2 separate regions of the Sus scrofa genome follow, and region 1 is linked to region 2. Evidence: chromatin contacts called from public HiChIP or PLAC-seq data. All regions are on one chromosome and are shown on one strand. Each heading gives the region's core, a stretch centred on a gene start, on an enhancer-like site or on the middle of the called end of the contact. The rest is flanking DNA. Distances are from core to core; before and after follow the strand shown.

Region 1 (3,457 bases), core at 902-3,401, 81 kb after region 2:
ATAATTGACATACATTCGAAGTGAATGAAATCTGGCTTGGGCTTACAAAAGGACTGAGGGTCTGATATGTGGGATAAAGACCTACATGAACTATTTAGTTTCTGAGATTGTATATGATAAGTGCAAGAGGGAAAAAACAACATGGGCAGATAGTCTAGTAGTTCCCAACCAGAAAAAAATAAGTGAAATTTTCAACTGGATCTTGAAGGAATGGATGGATGTGGCTTGCTAGAGGAGAGTGGATATTCTTTGTAAGCTTAATTGACAACTCTGAGTCTGTCCTTGAGAATATTTCCTGAAATGGTATTATAGGAGAGCACTTCTAATTTATGACCTTGGTTCTTGGTTTCCTTTTAAAAAACAATGCAAAAACTTACTGAAATCCACTTTTTGTTAGGTGCAGAATTTGAAGTGTGGGTGGGCTGATTTAGATTAAGAAATGGTGATGTTAAAATAATCAGTTTTCCAAAATAATTCAGTACTGAACTTTAAAAAAACAGTGCTATATTATGCAAAATGCTAATGACTAAAGTGACAAATATTTCAGAAACTGGACAGACGCGAATCTTAAATGAGCAGATGGGATATGAAACTAAAAGTGGGAGATAATCCAAGATGATATAGAAACTATTATGAGAAATGAATTGAGGAAAAACAAGTGTGTTAAATGGTATTACATTTAATAATATGTTTAAAAGCCTTTCTAGGATTGCTCTCTTACATAGATAAATTGAAATTGTTGAACTATATAACCTATCCTTCTTTAAATTTTGTGCATTTTATTTTTTATTTTTTTTTGCTTTATTTATTTATTTTTTTAGGGCCGCACGCATGGCATATGGAGGTTCCCAGGCTAGGGGTCTAATCAGAGCCACAGCTGCTGGCCTACATCACAGCCACAGCAACTCAGGATCTGAGCTGTGTCTGTGACCTACACCACAGCTCATGGCAATGCCAGATCCTTAACCCACTGAGCAAGGCCAGGGATCAAACTGGCAACCTCATGGTTCCTAGTCGTATTTATTTCCATCTGTGCCAAGACAGGAACTCCTAAATTTTGTGCATTTTAAACAAATTAGATTTTGGCCCAGAATTACTTCTAATGAAGTCTAGACATTTAAGTTATGAATGTATATGTTACCTGTTACTTCACTAGACAGTATAATTTTCTTTATCTGACATAAATTTTTTTTTTTTTGTCTTTTCTAGAGCTGCACCCGCAGCGTATGGAGGTTCCTAGGCTAGGGGTCCAATTGGAGCTACAGCTGCCGGCCTATGCCAGAGCCACAGCAGTGCCAGATCCGAGCTGCGTCTGCAACCTACACCACAGCTCATGGCAACTCTGGATCCTTAACCCACTGAGCGAGGCCAGGGATCGAACTCGCAACCTCATAGTTCCTAGTCGGATTTGTTAACCACTGAGCTGTGACGGGAACTCCATGACGTAAAAATTTTTAAAAAGAATATTCATGATTTTTCAAAGACAGTTGTGGTGGATCTTGATGTGGGGAGGTGAGGAGTGAAAGCTGAGGAAGTTTGCTCTTTGGGCAATTTGGTGCTTAATTGAAATCATTACATTTGACAGTTGAGGGTAGAATCTGGATTACAGTGGCCTGTGGAATGAATGAATGATACACTCTTCGGTTGAAGGTTGATTGTGAAGCAAGCAGTGATATGAGAGTAGGGAGGCTAAGAGATTGAAAGGTGCGAATTGAAGGAAGTTTTTCAGAAGGCAAGAGCTTCATTTGTATTTGTAGACTTGGGAAGAACAATAGTGGAGAGACAAAAAGAAAGATGAAAGATATAAGAAAAGTTGATAATTACCCAAACAAGTTTGGCTGGAAATGGTGTCAAGAATCCATGTGATGAGGTTGGCACTGGAAAGGAGTAAGACACCTCTGAGAAATAAAAGATATGAAGATATAAGAATACACATGTTAAGAAAGTGGGAACAATCTTAGTTGTAGCTTGAGTGCTTTTTAAATTAAAAGATTAAAAATATTGAGCCTGGGAGTTCCTGTTGTGGCTCAGCTCTAATGAACCTGACTAGTATCCATGAGGATGTGGGTTTGGTCCCTGGCCTCGCTCAGGGGGTTAAGGATCTGGCTTTGCGGTGAGCTGTGGTGTGGGTTGCCGACCCAACTCAGATCTGGTGTTGCTGTGGCTGTGGTGTAGGCTGGCAGCTGCAGCTGATTTGACCTCTAAACTGGGAACTTCCATATGCTATGGGTGCGGCCCTAAAAAGACCAAAAAAAAAAAAAAAAGAGCCTGAAAAAAAAAATTAGCTAAATTTGCATATTACTTGATATGCTTGTTACTATCAACCATCTTTATTTTTATTTTCCTTTAATGGTTGTTTTAAGTAGGACAAATGTCACCTCCTTAGGCTATGCAATACTGATTTTGAGCCAGTCATACCAGAACTGGTATGCAGCTGCCCAAATGAGAAGCTTTATTCAAAGTAAGCCCCTCTGGGAGTTCCCGCTGTGGCTCAGTGGTTAACGAATGAGACTGGGAACCATGAGGTTGGGGGTTTGATCCCTGGCCTTGCTCAGTGGGTTAAGGATCTGGCATTGCTGTGAGCTGTGGTATAGGTCGCAGATGTGGCTCGGATCCCAAGTTGCTGTGGCTGTGGTGTAGGCTGGTGGCTACAGCTCCAGTTGGACCACTAGCCTGCAGTGTGGCCCTAGAAAAGACAAAAACAAAACAAAGTAAGCCCCTTTGAAGTAGGTCAGATATTGATGCCATTGTATGTAATATTTTTTGGTCCTTTTCTTTTGGAATTTCTTCTAGAAACAGTTTAGCCAGCCACCTGAGAAAATCTTACTTTATTTTAGTTTTTTTGGCTACAGCATGCAGGATGTAAGTTCCCAGACTAGGGATTGAACCCAGGCCATGGTGGTAAAAGTGCTGAGTCTAATCACCAGACCACCAAGGAACTTCCTGAGAAAATCTTAAAGTATACTTCTTTGGGAGTTCCCTTTTGGTGCAGCTGGTTAAGGATCCTGTATTGTCACTGTAGCAGCTCCATTGCTGCTGTGGCATGGATTCAGTCCCTAGCCTGGGAAATTTCACATGCCATGGGGTTTGGTCAAAAAAAAAAAAAGGTATACTTCTTTGGTCATTGTCTTTTCTTCTTAGTTCTGCTTTTGGCTCTAAATTGTGCTTAAGTCAGAAATTTATTACCTTCTGATAGGGATCTTATTGATGATGAGCAAAAGTCCTAAGAAGAACTCTACTTTTGGATATACAGTTGACCCTTGAACAAATGGGTTTGAACTGCATGGGTCCACTTATACATGGATTTATTTCAGTAAATAAACACTACAGTATTATGTGATCTGCGGTCAATTGAATCCACAGATAAGGAGGACTGCATTTGTGCCAAGAGTTCCCTGTTTTGCTTGTATGGTTGCTTCCTGGGTTCTGAGTCTAGCATTATAGTGTACCTTGTTTT
Region 2 (3,421 bases), core at 758-3,257:
TTCCCTCCTCTACCATCCTAGTAGAAGGAACCAATGTAGTTCCCATCCTAGTACTGGGAACTAATGTAGCCCTAAACCCCTCCTTGAGAGTAAGAATAAGCCTTGCCCTGTGGTTGGATGTATAAATGAGGACTCTTTTTACTACATTAACAAATACTCAACTCAATCTGACTTATATCGAAATGAAAATATATTGGCTTCATTAACCAAAATGTTCAGGGAAATTAGTTTTAGGCACAGCTGGATCCAGGTGCCCAAACGTTATCAGAAATCTGTCTCTCTCTTTTAGCTCATCTTTGTTTGTTTGTTTCTTGTTTTGACTTCATTGGGTTTTGTTTTGTTTTGTTTTTTGCTTTTTAGGGCCGCACCAGTGGCATGTGGAAGTTCCCAGGCTAGGGGTGGAATCAGAGCTGTAGCTGCTGGCCTCCACTTGACTTCATTGTTTAATAGCAAGAATGGTCATCATCAGCTCCAAGGCTGCCTCCTATAAGTTTAGCAATCTCAGTGAGAAAAGAGAGCCCCTATTCCCAGAGAGTTCCTATCATGGTCCCAGGATTGACCATCACCGGACCTCATGTGCATGACATGCCCAGTCCCGATCAGTCACTGTGTAGCCAGGAGAATGGGAATCACAGATTGGCCAGGCCTGGGAACACGTGTCCACCTCCAGAGTTGGGGACAAGGGATCCTCTTCCATCTAGAGTAAGGCTGTGAGGGTGGGATGATACCCCAAAGGAAAAAAATGGATGGTATTACCAGGAGATAAAATGGTATCTGGGGAGTTCCCTTTGTGGTGCAGTGGAAACAGATCTGACTAGTATCCATAAGGATGCCAGTTCAATCCCTGGGCTCACTTAGGGGTTAAGGATCCAGCGTTGCTGTGAGCTGTGGTGTAGGTCACAGATGCGGCTTGGATCTGGTGTTGCTGTGGCTGTGGTGTAGGATGGCAGCTGTAGCTCCAATTTGACCCCTAGCCTGGGAACCTCCATATACCAAGAGTGCAGCCCTAAAAAAAAAAAGAATCTGGACAGGAGTTCCCTGGTGGCTCAGCAGGTTAAGGATCCAGCATTGCCACTGCTGTGGCTTTGGTTACTGCTATAGCACGGGTTCTATCTCTGGCCTAGGAACTTCGGCATGTTGTGAGCACAACCAAGAAAAAAAAACGTATGTGGACAAACCAAACAAACAACATAGAATGTCTCCTCCTGCCCCTCTCACCCCAAAACATTTCAGCTGCATTACATCTCTACCTGTGCCAATTTGGAAAGGGGGAGATTCCCTGTGGTGAGTGATGCTGGAAAAATTACCAGTGGCCCTAGGAGACCAAATAGGAGCCACCAGACATTTCAAGGGCAGCGGTTTGGGAAAGACAAGCTTTCAGGGCGTGTGAAGCTTGACGTTATCTATTTTGTTATCTCTATAGAAGCTTTCTTTCTCCATTCTAATGACTTCAGCTCTTCAGAGGTATTGAAATTGGAAACTTCACATTGAGAGGCCAATTGCCAGAAGCTCACAAGTCAGAGAACTTGATTCCTTCTTTGCCTTGAACCTGGAATAGAGGTAGGGAAAAGTCAGGGGTCCCCCAACCTCTTATGACTGTTTCTTTAGCTTTGGAGTCAAGATCACAGCCAAAGACTTCCACTAGCTGGCTCAAAGAGTTTGGGTCAGGCTGGGGCTTCTCAGAAACCACCAAGCTGCAGAGGTTCATGAAATCCCCATAGCTTACTTGGAATTCACAGCTTTCCCTCATGTCATTTTTTGTTCAAAACCCCAGTCAACCCTAAGTAAAGGGACAGAGCCGCCACACAGAGAACAAAATGCTCTTCCGCTCTGAGCCCTTCAGCTCTGGCTGTACATGAGCACTTTTTTTTTTCCCGTAACACAGGAAATTCAGAAAACCAGCACCAGCTCACTTTTTTTAAAAAGGGGACTCACACATACAAGAAATAATAATAAAACCTTTTCAAACTAGTCCAGAAACTTGCCCACAGCACTTCTGGCCACGTTTGGGCTGGGCCTTTGTGACGTCACGCTAGCAATCAGCCAATGGGCCGGTGGCTCCAAGTTCCTAATCTGCATATTGCCTTGCATTGGTTCAAATTTCAGGACCATCTGTATTGTGGTGGTTTCTTTATATTCAAGGTTACCCACATCAGGCAGAGGGACAAACTCCACTCCTGGCCTTTCTTGCCCAAGGATCAGAATCAAGACAGTCAGTCCTTTCTGGGAAAGGGGCCTCGTGGAGGTTATGAAATCCAGTGGGGTGTGGAAGGAGAAAGTGTTGGCAGTCCAGAAGGGATGGAAGCAGGAGGTGGCTCCTTGACCCCGTCCTTCCTTTCCTGACTCCACCAGCACCTCCCTTGCATTTCCCAAGTGATTTAATTATCTATTCTTTGTCTCAAGGACTGTCAGCCCCGAAATTTGGGTGAGGAGAAATCAGACACAGGTTATTTAAATTATTATGCCTGATTTTATCTTGCTGACTGGTAGCTCAGGCATGTGAATTGAACATGCAAATGTGAGCACAACAACATGCATAATTTAAGAGCCTCAAATTAACAAAGGGGAAACAATTGAGTAATCTTACTGCTTTCTCTGAAGCCCAGTTTTCCGAGACTGTTGTAACTTTTTTTTCCCAGCTGTCTGAAAGGAGGACTTGGAAAACAGAAGGATTTGAAGCAGAAGGGTGTATGTAGCTACTGATGGCAAAGAAAAGAAAGTAGGAAGATTTCGATATTAAAATGTAGTTACATTTCACTTAGGTATCATTTAATTTGGATCTGGTGTAAATAATCTCAAACAAGCTTCCCTTTACTTTGTGCTATCAACAAATATGGCATCTGGGAGTTCCCGTCGTGGCGCAGTGGTTAAGGAATCCGACTAGGAACCATGAGGTTGCGGGTTCGGTCCCTGCCCTTGCTCAGTGGGTTAACGATCCGGCGTTGCCGCGAGCTGTGGTGTAGGTTGCAGACGAGGCTCGGATCCCGCGTTGCTGTGGCTCTGGCGTAGGCTGGTGGCTACAGCTCCGATTGGACCCCTAGCCTGGGAACCTCCATATGCCGTGGGAGCGGCCCAAGAAATAGCAACAACAACAACAACAAAGACAAAAAGACAAAAAAAAAAAAAAAAACAACAACAACAAAAAAAACAAATATGGCATCTGATAGAGCTCTGTTTCTCAACTCCCAAGGTTTTGATTTGACAGGTCTAGGCAGAAATAAAGACATTTAAACAGGTATCCCAAGTGTTTTCTGCCAGAAGAGGACTACACTTGAGAAGCTCTGTCTTGATTTTTAAATATTTACCCCAATGGTCTTCACAAACTATTGAAATAGCTCAGCAACTGAAATACTTTAGCATGAAAATTATCTCTTTGATTGTCTACTATACCCAAAAGCTGTGCAGAAACCCCTACTCTAAA

Evidence for each region. HiChIP or PLAC-seq counts read pairs in DNA pulled down with a chosen protein or histone mark.
Region 1: a contact with region 2 is called in an H3K27ac HiChIP or PLAC-seq map of alveolar macrophages. The contact joins two enhancer-like sites. A contact is called at or near these places in 1 of 5 promoter capture datasets (fetal liver), 3 of 47 Hi-C or Micro-C datasets (fetal liver, fetal skeletal muscle and fibroblasts) and 2 of 2 datasets of contacts at active chromatin or transcription factors (alveolar macrophages and skeletal muscle).

The regions. Positions count from the first base shown.
Region 1 is chr14:36,073,055-36,076,511 of Sscrofa11.1, forward strand. The region is part of intron 1 of MED13L (mediator of RNA polymerase II transcription subunit 13-like); the gene reads left to right. Among named protein-coding and RNA genes, the nearest start is that of MED13L, 13 kb to the left of the region's middle. Within about 2 kb of position 2,152, at least 1 of the 83 cell types and tissues checked has an H3K27ac peak or open chromatin away from gene starts, as enhancers often do. A contact at or near this core is called in alveolar macrophages, where this site is marked.
Region 2 is chr14:35,991,839-35,995,259 of Sscrofa11.1, forward strand. The region is part of intron 5 of C14H12orf49 (UPF0454 protein C12orf49 homolog); the gene reads left to right. Among named protein-coding and RNA genes, the nearest start is that of MED13L, 68 kb to the right of the region's middle. Within about 2 kb of position 2,008, at least 38 of the 83 cell types and tissues checked have an H3K27ac peak or open chromatin away from gene starts, as enhancers often do. A contact at or near this core is called in alveolar macrophages, where this site is marked.